2 separate regions of the Mus musculus genome follow, and region 2 is linked to region 1. Evidence: chromatin contacts called from public Hi-C data. All regions are on one chromosome and are shown on one strand. The core of a region is the stretch at or near the end of the contact, and the rest is flanking DNA. Distances in the headings are between cores, read along the strand shown.

What was found. A called contact is a pair of places that touch in the nucleus more often than the background predicts.
Region 2: a Hi-C map of regulatory T cells shows a contact between it and region 1, with 2.5 times the contacts expected there. The contact joins two enhancer-like sites. A contact is called at or near these places in 7 of 39 promoter capture datasets (the 3T3-L1 cell line, cranial neural crest, embryonic stem cells and 2 more), 3 of 484 Hi-C or Micro-C datasets (embryonic stem cells, nephron progenitors and regulatory T cells), 6 of 115 datasets of contacts at active chromatin or transcription factors (the HPC-7 cell line, differentiating embryonic stem cells, embryonic stem cells and 2 more) and 4 of 9 other capture datasets (adipose tissue, embryonic stem cells, embryonic trunk and 1 more).

What each region holds. Positions count from the first base shown.
Region 1 is chr6:120,968,601-120,974,300 of GRCm38.p6, forward strand. It overlaps Mical3 (microtubule associated monooxygenase, calponin and LIM domain containing 3), which reads right to left. Exons shown (of 32, transcript NM_001270475.1): 21 at 4,803-5,047; 22 at 755-892. All of the region lies in intron 1 of Gm43915 (predicted gene, 43915), which reads left to right. Among named protein-coding and RNA genes, the nearest start is that of Gm43915, 13 kb to the left of the region's middle. Within about 2 kb of position 3,246, at least 28 of the 459 cell types and tissues checked have an H3K27ac peak or open chromatin away from gene starts, as enhancers often do. A contact at or near this core is called in regulatory T cells, where this site is marked.
Region 2 is chr6:121,069,620-121,076,036 of GRCm38.p6, forward strand. The region is part of intron 1 of Mical3 (microtubule associated monooxygenase, calponin and LIM domain containing 3); the gene reads right to left. It overlaps Gm4651 (predicted gene 4651), which reads left to right. Exons shown (of 2, transcript NR_138098.1): 2 at 1-335. Among named protein-coding and RNA genes, the nearest start is that of Gm4651, 8.4 kb to the left of the region's middle. Within about 2 kb of position 1,407, at least 54 of the 459 cell types and tissues checked have an H3K27ac peak or open chromatin away from gene starts, as enhancers often do. A contact at or near this core is called in regulatory T cells, where this site is marked.

The DNA of each region.
Region 1 (5,700 bases), core at 1,996-4,495:
CCTGGCTAGCTTAGTGAGCTTGTCTAAAAACATAAAAAAGGAAGAAGGAAAGACAGACAGAAATTATTAAAAAAAGAAGAAGAAGAAGAAGAAGAAGAAGAAGAAGAAGAAGAAGAAGAAGAAGAAGAAGAAGAAGAAGAAGACGACGAAGAAGGCCAGGCATGTCAGTGCACACCTTTAATCCCAGTACTCAGTAGGCAGAAAAGGGCAGGTCTTTGTGAATCTGAGGCCAGCTTGGTCTATATAGCAAGTTCTAGGCCAGCCAGGGCTACACAGTGAGACCCTGTTTTAAACAAACAAATAAGAAGGGAGCCAGAATAAAGTCCATGTGCACCTTAGTGGGAAACACAGGCCACTCTGCCCAGGACTTGACATAGCCCACGAGATGATGAGATGATGACCGCCAGACACGCAGTGTGCCCCTCCTGACTGTGACTCCAAATACACTCCCCTCCCTCGTCCTCACATGCACTCATGCAACACCCACTCTGCCAACACACTGAAGACGGATAAAGAGTGCCCAGCTGAGAAATGCAGGGGACAGCAAATTCTAGGTCTTCTGAGTCAGGTTCACACTCCTGTTCTTCCTCATGAGAGACAGAGCCTTAGAATTCAGAACTCAGAGAACTTTACATATTCTTGAATGACAGGCAAGGACAGTGGTCCCTCTGCAGACAGGGCCTCTGCAGCCATGGGAAGGGCCAGGAATGGGGGCTCAGGACACACACCCGACTCTGGGGCTCCAAGCAGTTACCTCTAGAAGTGGAGGACTCAGAGGTTGGGAGCATCCTCTCCTCTGCCTCTCTCTCACGGATGTGTGTCCAGTGCACATCAGCCTGGATCGCCAAGGGATCCGCTGCGGTTATGATCTGCTGCAGCCTCTTGTTCCCGGCTAGGGGGCCAGGTCCCCAGGAAGGAGGATAGAGGGAGGACAGGAAGGAACAGCGAACAGTCAAGGGAAAGAGGGAGGAGACAGCACAGGAAACGAAAGAGTTACAGCGTTTGCCAGGACCAGTGTGAATAAGAAAGAGGTAAAAATTGAGAACATGCATGTTTGCACACACACGCAAGCACACACGCACACATACACACATGCATACCCACACAGATGCACACCCGCACACACATGCATGTACACACACCTTCTGTTGATTAGGTTTGATTTAGTAATTTTGAGCTTTGCATAAACATTTCTTAGTACAATGAAATCCACACTCCTCCAAATGCAGAAGGAATTTTTCCTTTCCCTCATGGATCTGAGGCCCACACTGCCCAGGGCGGAACAGGGTGGACGACCCTCACCTTATAGGACCATCACTCCAGGGCCCAGGATATGGCTGTTACCTAGCACAGCACGAGCTCCCGAGAACACCCTTCCTGTCAGTCACAGGTAGGCTCGGATGGTGCACGGCTCTGCAGGGAGCCAGCCAACTAACCAGGACAGATGTGTGCTCTGCCGGAACTTTCATTTTTACCCTCTGCAGTAAAGCCGCTGCTGGGGAGGGAAAGCCCTTTGGCCAGAGAGCTCATGCTGCATGCTGGCATGGTGGCGGGGGTTCCGACACAGGGAACGTGGTCAGCGTGGAGGGTGAGGACAGCAGCTAGAAGACGAAGCAGAGATCTGTCCTGTGAGGTCTGGAACTCCAGTATTCAGGCAGGAGTGAGGCCAAAGCTTCTTCCCTAATGTGGGTCAAGCCCTTCCTTCCTTGCAGGCTGCATCTGAAGCCCTTCTGACCCCTCCGGGCATGAGATCTGCCTCTCAGCTATAGAAAATCCCAGCAGCGCCCCCTGCATTCACCCTTGCTGCCAGAGCAGGTGGAAGTCACATGCAGCCCCTGCCCCGAAGGACCCTCTCATTAGTGCTTGCTTGGGTCATGCCACACAGTAGGGTTAAGATAGCGGGACAGCCAGTGACTACGGAGCGTGGGTGTGGGCACTGAGGAAGAAAGGGCAGCTATTTCGGCAGTAAGAGCAGGTGCCACTGACCTGAAGGACTCTGTGGCTTCAGGCTGAAGCCAGCTCCCATCTGGGAGTGTCTGTCTGTCCTCCCCTTGACGCCCTTAACTAGACTCACCTGTCACTACCAGGGCAGCTCTATGACTTAACCTAATGAAGATGTGGCATGGCGTGGCTGGCACAAAAGCAAAGTGAATTCTCTGATGTGGAGGTTAACCTGTTCCATGATGTGGAGCGGCGGCCCCACAGACTCTCTTACTGATCAATATGGATTCACAGTCCATCCTCAAAGACAGACTGCCCAGATTGTGCTGTCCAGGGCTGAATAACAGCAAACGGACTGACAGCTCAGATGTGTCAGGAGCCCGGAGGGTGAGGCTCAGAGAGAAAGGCTGTTCCTTTCTTTGGCTTCTAAGCCACAGAAGGAAGAGTTCCGTCTTTTCTCTGAGCACAGCTCTGCCTTTTGCCAACACTTGCAGACTTGTGGGGTGTGTGTATCTGTGGTGTGTATATGGTGTGAAGTGTGTATGTGTAGTATGTATGTGTGGTGTGTGTCTCTCTGTGTGGTGTATGTATGTGTGGTGTGTGTTTATGTTGTATGTGTGCTGTGTATGTATGTGGTGTGTGTGTGTAGTATATATGTGTGTGCTGTGTATGTGTACATATGCTATGTGTTTATGTTGTGTGTGTGTTATGTGTATGTGTGTCATGTGTGTGTTGTGTGTGTGCTGTGTATGTATGTGGTGTGGGTGGGTATGTGTGCTATATGTGTGTGTTGTGTGGTTGTGTATGTGTGTTGTATGTGTGCTGTGTATGTACATGGTGTGTATATGTGTGTGTGTGGTGTGAATGGGAACCATTGGCAGCACAGAGACCCTGGGGTGAGACTGAAGAGCTGTAGCTAGGCAGTGAGGTTTAACTGGATAAAGGGAACTCAGAGCGAAAGCTACAGGGACACAGGTGTGGTCACATTCTAAAAACCTTGTTCTCTGTCTTCTGGGGATCTGCTAACTCACATGCTAGTCTGTGCTTTGTCTAGGGAGGCCGGGTCAGGGACACGTGCCCAGGTATGCCCAGAGCCTTTGAGAACAGCTTTACGAAAAAGACCTTCCACGTGGGGCCTGCTCTTGGAGGCATATTTTAGGTGGCTGCTGGGGAGCCGGGGTGGAGATGGGCAGGAGGCAAAGCGGGTACCTTCACATGTACCCATTTCTTCTTCCTTTGAGAGATGCTGGAGCCACTGGCCTTGTAGGAGTTCTCTGTCCCAGGGGCAGTACTCCCCTTCTACAGCAGGGGGAGCCAGACACCCACAGACAGCACCAAGAATCCCACAGAGGGACAGGTAGAGAAGGGAACGGAGGGAAGAAAGAAAAGAAAGAGCAAAGTTATCCCGGCTGCATGCAAGTGTGTCCTGCCACTCGTCCACACAGGCATCCAGGTCTGCAGCCCCAAATATGTGCTGCAGGCTGGGGACAAGGGAACATCTAGGACTTGGCTGAGTGTGTGGGGAAATTCCCAGATTGGCAAGTGAAGTCTTCAAGAAGGGAAGGTGGGCAGACTCTCCCAGGGTTGTGTTAGGGCTAAAAGCGGCTAAGTACCATCACGTGGAACAGACAAACTATGTTTCCCCGAGGGAGCTATGAAGGGGACGGACTCGCCCTGGTGAGTGTGAACACATGGGAACTCTAAGCCAGCATGGTTCTGCAGACGGGACACAACAGACAAACCATGCTCTGGCCAACGCCAGCCTTTCCAGCACGTTCCCTCTTCCTGTCTCATGAAACTCAGTGAGTCTGCCTAGAGTCCACTTTGGCCTTCGGAGGAGTCAGAGCAGGAGGGTGAGAGAGGATGCACTCTGGGGAGGCTGTCAACACCACAAAGGGTTCTGACCCTGAGCAGACTGGGACAGTCCATGGCAGCAAATCCACAGAGCCCAGGGACAAGCAATGCTGCCACAGTGAGCTAGTTCTCTGTGCCCGTGCTGTCTGGAATTTAACCCGGAACTCTGATGTGGGGCTGCAAGAACAAGGGTGTGTACCCCCTTTGGCTCCATGTCCCTTGGAAGTGGCCATGGCTCTCCTCGGGGAGCCGGATCTCTACCAGCCCTGGCTCCCTCCTTCCTACCCATGGGCCCTCTGCAGCCAGGGAAAGAGTGATATTCTTACACAGCCAAGTTCCTCATGTCTTCAGGTCTCAGTCAGACGCTTGCCCAAGGCAAGAGGAGGTTTACAAGTGGCCAGAATGGCTGGAAACTCAATGAGCGTTCTTCAGGCCCCAAATGTTACTGACAGTTGTGGCTGGTGCTGGTCTAGTGAGCACTTAAGATGGCAGCCTCCTGCCACCGTGCACCAGGGAGACTCCTGGAAGGAGCCAACCTCCTCTGTCTTTACTAGAGTAAAGTTCTATCAGAAGCTGAAGGGGAAAAGGATAAAATGAAAAAGTAAAAGGAACTTAATTTGGACAGAGTCCTCAGATGAGCCCCGCCTTCCACTTCCAGGTTAAAAATACCAGTGTGTGTGTGTGTGTGTGTGTGTGTGTGTGTGTGTGTGGAAGGCGGTGACCAGGAGGAGAGCAGTAAGCAGGATGTAAAGTGAGTAAGTTAAAAAAATTAATAAAAATTAAAAAAAAAAGACCCAATGTACACAAGGGACATTTTTGGTTCAGCTTGCCATCACTGCATCTGCCTCTGTTCTACCTAAGGTCGGGGTGAACGAGGGCCAGAAAACCTCAGGTCTTGAGGGCAGCATGCAGACTCTAGTGTCTGTGAGACCTTATATTCACGCTGGCAAGAGCTGAAGGGGGGAGGGGAGGTACGACGGGTCGGGACCAGAGGAGATGGTTCTGACCTTCACTGGATTCCTCCTCTTCCTCCTCCTCATACTCTTCATCCTCTTCTTCGTATTCCTCCTCCTCTTCTTCTTCCTCGGGCTCGAAGTTCTTGGAGGCTTCCAGCTCCTCTTCACTCCTTCCCTTCAGAAGGGCATGGATCCTGACTGCCTCCTTCCAGGGAACCCCGCCCAGGTCAGAGGTGGGGAGATGATCATCTTCGTCATCTTCCTCTTCCTCCTCCTCCATCTCCGACTCAGAACTGCTGAGAGAAAGAAAGCACCCAGCTTGAGTGAAGGAATGATAGCAGTAAGGTTCAGAGCCACGGTCGGTCGCAGGTAGCAGATCCCAAACAAAGCAAGGGAGAGGGAGGTCAGGCTGCCCTTCCCCAGCCAGGGAAGGGACAAGAAGGAACCCACTAATGGGACAGAAAGACAGACACACATGTACAATACCTATGCAGACCCTAGGTTAGCTGTCTCTTGTAAGGCTATGCCAGTGCCTGGCAAATACAGAAGTGGATGCTCACAGTCATCTATAGGATGGAACACTGGGACCCCAAAGGAGGAGCTAGAGAAAGTACCTGTATTGGCTAGTTCTGTGTCAACTTGACACAGCTGGGGTTATCACAGAGAAAGGAGCTTCAGTTGAGGAAATGCCTCCATGAGATACAACTGTCAGGCATTTTCTCAATTAGTGATCAAGGGGGAAAGGCCCCTTGTGGGTGGGACCATCTCTGGGCTGGTAGTCTTGGGTTCTATAAGAGAGCAGGCTGAGCAAGTCAGGGGAGGCAAGCCAGTAAAGAACATCCCTCCATGGCCTCTGCATCAGCTCCTGCTCCCTGACCTGCTTGAGTTCCAGTCCTGACTTCCTTCGGTGATGAACAGCAGCATGGAAGTGTAAGCCGAATAAACCCTT
Region 2 (6,417 bases), core at 157-2,656, 99 kb after region 1:
TGCTGCATTCTCGACCTGCATTAGCTCATTTCTGTCTTCAGAATAACACTCTAATTATAGGGTTACCCTCACTTTGGAAGCCCAGCAATTAAATTACAGTTCAGAGAAGACCATTACCTCCCAGGGTCATGATGTCATGGAGACTTAAGGGCTGGCTGTCCCTTCCAACACAGCCTCACTCAGTAAACTCAATGCACTGTGACCTCTGTGGTGCTTCTTATGAGCACACATGTCATCAACTGTCATTCAATTCCCTCATGTCATCAACTGTCATTCAATTCCCTCCACGCTTCTTTAGATCTTTTTAAAAAAATAAACAGTGATTGCTAATCTGCAGGTATTGATTGGGTGCCTGCTCTGTACCAAGACTGCCCCAGATACAGAGACCCAAACAAAAGGAATCTATACAAGAAGAAATTGAAGAAATTGCATCTAACTCAGTCAGTATAAAAGATGAAAAATGAGCGAAGCCCAAGGCTGCTGTGCAGGCCACACTCACTAGTGTGCCTTGCACGGTGCAGCTTGGTTCAGAGGTCTGAGGGGAGGAGATGCAATGCTGCGGTCCAGCAAGCCTGTGGGCAGCACTCCTGCCACCACCTGACAAGGAGCTCAGGTGCTTCAAACTCCTACCTAAGAGGTGGGGAAAAAAAGATAAAGGAGAGATGGGAACAGGGAAGTTAGGAGGACCAAGCGAATGCAGACAAGCCACAAGGCAGAGCGTCACTGGGAAGCGAGGAGGGAGAGAAGACACCTTGGGAACAGGAAACACAAATGCACAACATCTGGGACATGGCCATGCACATTGGGAAAGATGCCGATGCACCTACTGTCACCCTGCTTATTAGAGTTGCGATCTTGGGTGTCCGTGGGTCGAAGGCCTGATCACTAGCCTATGCACTTTTAGGAAGAGGTGGGACCTATAGGAGGAGGGACCTTTTGGAATGTTAGGTCACTGAAGGCACATCCTTGGAGGGGACACTGGGACCGTAGCCCCTTCCCATCTCTGCTTCCCAGACACCTCGAGGCCAGCGGGTTTCTCTGATTGGTTAGTCCCACTTCAGTGCATCGTGTCTACAGGCCAAACCAAAGTGTCTCAGAGAACATCAACCACTCCACCACCCATTGGCACAGAGGCTTAAAGCCATGAACTCCACACACACCAGGCCACTAGCCAGATTATTCTGTGAGCTATCTGCCCTTAAACCCTCCCTCCCCACAATGAACAGAAAAGGAAACCCCATCGGCGGCTCCACCCTGGGTCAAGTCTCCCAGGAGAAGGAATAAAACAGCGGCCTCACCATCCAGAGATGCTCTGGGCTTCCTGGCTGGGCCACTTCCTTCACTGTCTCAGACCATGCGTGGCATTACCCTCACTCAGCTGGTTCCTCAGTGACAGAAACAAGTGCTCAGAGCACCACAGCCCACAACCCACAGTTCACAAAGAGGTGAGGTGGCATGGTGACAGAGTACTGTACTCAGAATCAGAGGCAGATCTGAGGCAGGGGCACTGTCATTGAAAGTGGGCCAGCCTACTCCATATCCAGCTGCACATCTGAGGTGGGGACAGAGGTGAGCCATGAGAAGGGCCCAGCAAGCTGCAGAACGTGGGGAACTACATCAGCCCCTCCCTTGGGGTCCCCGATGAGGGTCTGAGACTTCCTCTATTCAACAGGAGGAGAACCTCGGCACAGGGCAACTACCTACTTGTCCAAGATCAACCTCAAGTCTACCGGAGGGAAGAAACAATTGCTACAGGTCGTCATAAAGTCAAATGCTTTTCTGTTATGGTATAGTAAAACAGACATTCATTAGAAATGTTCCCTAGGGGTGCCCGGCCTGAGTCAAAAAGAGTTAGGTGACATATGCAGTCCCAAGGTGGAGCCAACTGGAAGGCTGGGAATCCCAGGGCTCACAGAACCCACAATCATCCATACAGCCTGTGCTGGGACTGAATGAAGACACTCTCCTTCCTATAAGGCAATGGCTCTCAACTTGTGGGTCAGAACCCTTTGCGGGGGGGGGGGGGGGATCACATATCAGATATCCTGCATACCAAATATTTACACTACCAGTCATAACAGTAATAAAAATTAGAGTTATAAAGTAGCGACAAAACAGTTTTACGGGTGGGGGTCACTACAACAGGAGGAGACATATAAAAGGGTCCCAGCATCATGAATGCTGAGGAGCACTGTGTAAAGGCACAGGACCCTTGCCGATCTTTGACATTTCATAGGCAGCCAGTCCCTCCAACCCAGGACAAGCCGCTGAGTGGGGGGATAGCCCAGGGCCCCTGCTGCCCCTTCTCGCCACACTCTCTCCACACTTGTGCCTTCCTTCCTCTGAGGGCTCACTAGGCAAGCCTCCCTGCCCACACTTATTAGCTCTGAACCAGGGACGGTGCTGTGAGTCCCTTCTGACATCTTGGAAGTTTAGCGGGTCACTGTAAGAGTAGAGGAGTGGATTAGGGGCCGGGTGTGGTGCAATGCCAGCCCACTGATGTGCTGAGGCAGGAGGATCATCAGCTTCAGACCAGCCCCTGCTGCCCCTTCTCGCCACACTCTCTCCACACTTGTGCCTTCCTTCCTCTGAGGGCTCACTAGGCAAGCCTCCCTGCCCACACTTATTAGCTCTGAACCAGGGACGGTGCTGTGAGTCCCTTCTGACATCTTGGAAGTTTAGCGGGTCACTGTAAGAGTAGAGGAGTGGATTAGGGGCCGGGTGTGGTGCAATGCCAGCCCACTGATGTGCTGAGGCAGGAGGATCATCAGCTTCAGACCAGCACTAACTATCTTAAACACAAGCGAAAGCTGAAGGCTAGGTGTCTCAGTTGGGGTTTCACTGCTGTGAAGAGACACCATGATAAAAGGCAACTTTTTAAAAAAAGCATTTAGTTAAGGCTGGCTTACAGCTTCAGAGATTCAGTCCATTATCATCATGGGGGGAAGCACGGCAATGTGCAGGCAGACATGGTGCTGGAGAAGCTGCAAGTTTTACATCTTGATTCAAAGGCAGCCAGAAGACTGTCTTCCAGGCAGGGAGGAGGAGGAGGGTCTCAAAGCCCACCCTGTGAGTGATACACTTCCTCCAACAAGGCCACACCTCCTAACAGTGCCACTTCCTGGCCCTAGCATATCCAAACCATCATACTAGCTAAAGGCTTTAAGAGATCCGCCCTTGTGAGTGACTGGACTCCTGAGAAGAGACTGGGCTGGCTTCCTCTGACTGGTACCTGCCAGCTCACCCTCCTGTCACATGATACAGGAGCAGGATGGCCCTCTGATTGGGTTCCACACTTTGGGACTTCCTGGCCTCCAGAACTGGGCCAGTCTGTGGAGTTTAATACACAGTAGATGTCTTCAGACACACCACAAGAGGGCGTCAGATCTCATTACAGATGGTTGTGAGCCACCATGTGGTTGCTGGGATTTGAACTCTGGACCTTTGGAAGAGCAGTCAGTGCTCTTAACTGCTGAGCCATCTCACCAGCCCCAAGTACACAGTAGAAAAGAAACTAAGACATAAGACAAGTTGGGGTTGTAACTCCAGTTCCAGGAGATGTAAAACCCTTTTCTGGCCTCTACAGGTATTGCAAGCACATAGAGCCCAGACACCAACCAATTCTGGCAAAACACCCACACACATAAAACAAAAAACTAGACAAACCCTCAGAGGAAGGCAGCGACGGCGTGTGAACCGCCTGGGCCACTGCCTGACACACGGCTAGAGATGACAGCAGTGACAAATCCCATCAGCCCCCCCAACATCAGAACACGGGTGGCAACATCAAACCTAGAGTTCTCATTCAACTGGCCTCGAACACAGGATGGCAGGAAGCATTCTCCTGGCCCATCCCTTCCTCTGTCCAGAATCAAAGGAAAGCACTGGTCTCCAGACATTGACTTACCCCAACACCGACAAAAACATCCCTGACCTTCTCCCCATCCACAGGGCCCCAGTGGGATGCTGGGATGGCCAAGCAGCTCCCTTGATGGCTGAGAACGAGCCACACTCCCCAGGACAGCCCAGGATGTGTGAGCTGTCCTGATGCATGGATAAGGCGACCTCTGGGACAAGTGGACATGGACAGAGACCCCCTAAGGAGCTACAGAATGGCTGTGATATTTATCTCAGCTATGGGGTTAGAAGATGCAGTGGAAGGATCTGACGGTAGAAGCTGAGAAAGTCTCTTTTGCTAAGCCGCATGCTCCATGGGGGTGGGAATTTTTGTCTGCCTTGCTTCTTGATGTTGTCTTTAGCTCCTGAAACTGTGCCTGGAACACTCGATTGAATGAAAAGAGATCAAACCCCATATGATTCAGGCCAAACACTTTGAGTCAAGCAGAATTGGATTTGGATCTTTTTGTGCAGTTCTATAGAAGCTGTGTGACTATAATAAACCACTCAGCCTCTCTGGTTCTTGTTAGGATAAATGGCAGTGATTTAATCGTCAGACTATCTAGCACATGGTAATCTCTGAGAAATGAACACTCTGGGCTTTCCCCTGCCAGCGCCGTCAAATTCTCCCTAACAAAGGGTAAGAAAGTGGCCACAGCAAAGAATCAGGAGCGGCTGTCACTTGCTAGTCTAGCCCAATCCTATCCATGCTGTCAAGCACAGACAAGCCCAACCTCCTCTCCACTCACTGAGGAAACTGAAGCATGGGACAGTGTGCCCCAGGTCTCCACAAATAACTGGCACTCACCCACACTCCTGCCCACACCCAGAAGTCATCTCCCTCACACTAGCATAAGTCTAATGATGAGTGCTCCCCAGCAGTCATCCCACTCACTCACCCTAGCATGCTAAGTCTCAGGATGAGTGCTCCCCAGCAGTCATCCTACTCACCCGAGCATGCTATGTCTCAGGATGAGTGCTCCCCAGCATGTCAGTTGAGTGCTCTTACAGCCTCTCCAAGGTACTACTGTTCAGGAAGGCAAACCAGAACCCCAAGTTTCTCTTGACAGCTCTATTTCTGTGCACCTCAAGTGTTGAGGTAGGAAGTAGAACTAGACCTCAGGCTTGCATGCCCCAGGATGGGGTCACAGAAGGCTTGCACTGAGACTGGTGAGGTCTCTGGCTTGTTCACTGAGTAGGTGCAGGACCCAAGTTTCCTAAGACCTGGGGTCTAGGGAGTAATTTCAGTTTCAGTCATAAATCTGTATTTTAAACCATTAAGTGGTATTTGGAAACAGTTTACCTGCAAATCAGAATAAAAGGAGCAGGAAGAGGGGCTCCAGAGTTTTTAGTGCTACCTGGTCTCACAGGTCAGAATGCAGCTGTGGAAGTGACACAGAGGGACACTGTCACTGCTGGCCAAGAAGACCTCACTTACAGCTTCAACGGCCTTTGTACTCTAGCTCATAAGAAGGACAAAGGAGAGGGTAAGGCCATCTAGCCTCAGTGGGTCTCCATGGACCTTGTGCTTACGTCCTCTCTAGGTCTCCAGGACACGGGGAGGAAGAACTAGACTCCCACGGGGCAGGAAATAACAATGTTCAACCCTCCAACCTCAACCAGGAAGTGCAGTAGGCACTACAGAATTCCAACTCACCAACCCGCTCTGTTACAAACCCGAGGCAAAGAAGGCACTTCCCAGCCTTCCTAGAGGCTAGCCTGACTGTTCTATAGGTAGACTGTTCTATGAGATAGAAGATGTGGGAGAAAGACATGTCTTCCAGAAAGATCCTTTAAAAGTTGTGGGCCAGGGCTGGTGAGATGGCTCAGTGGGTAAGAGCACCCGACTGCTCTTCCGAAGGTCCAGAGTTCAAATCCCAGCAACCACATGGTGGCTCACAACCATCCATAACAAGATCTGACTCCCTCTTCTGGTGTGTCTACAGTGTATTTACATATAATAAATAAATAAATCTTAAAAAAAAAAGCATTGAGACTGTGCTACAGATCAATAGAAAGAACATTTCATCTTTAAAAAAAAAAAAAAAAAAAAAAAGTTGTGGGCCAGCCAGGCGTGGTGGTGCACACCTTTAATCTCTGCACTCAGGAGGCAGAGGCAGGCGGATTTCTGAGTTCCAGGCCAGCCTGGTCTACAAAGTGAGTTCCAGGACAGCCAGGGCTATACAGAGAAACCCTGTCTCGAAAAACCAAACCAATCAAGCAAAAACAAACAAACAAACAAACAAACAAACAAACAAACAAGTTGTGGGCCATCCATGTCTCCCAGAGAACTCAGTCTTCCTGCTTTGTAACACTGAAGCTCATGTGCGCTAAGGCAGAGCCATGGGCAACTGGAGGGTGGTGGTAGTTGAGGCTAGATAAGCCCAACAACCTAGTGTCTCCATGGTGGTATTAGTGGCTTTCTAGAAGACAGACCCCTGCTAGTGGGCCTGCTCTGTCTTACCCAATGGCTTCTGTCACATTATGACAGGGCAGGAAGCCAACACCAGATGCTGAAAA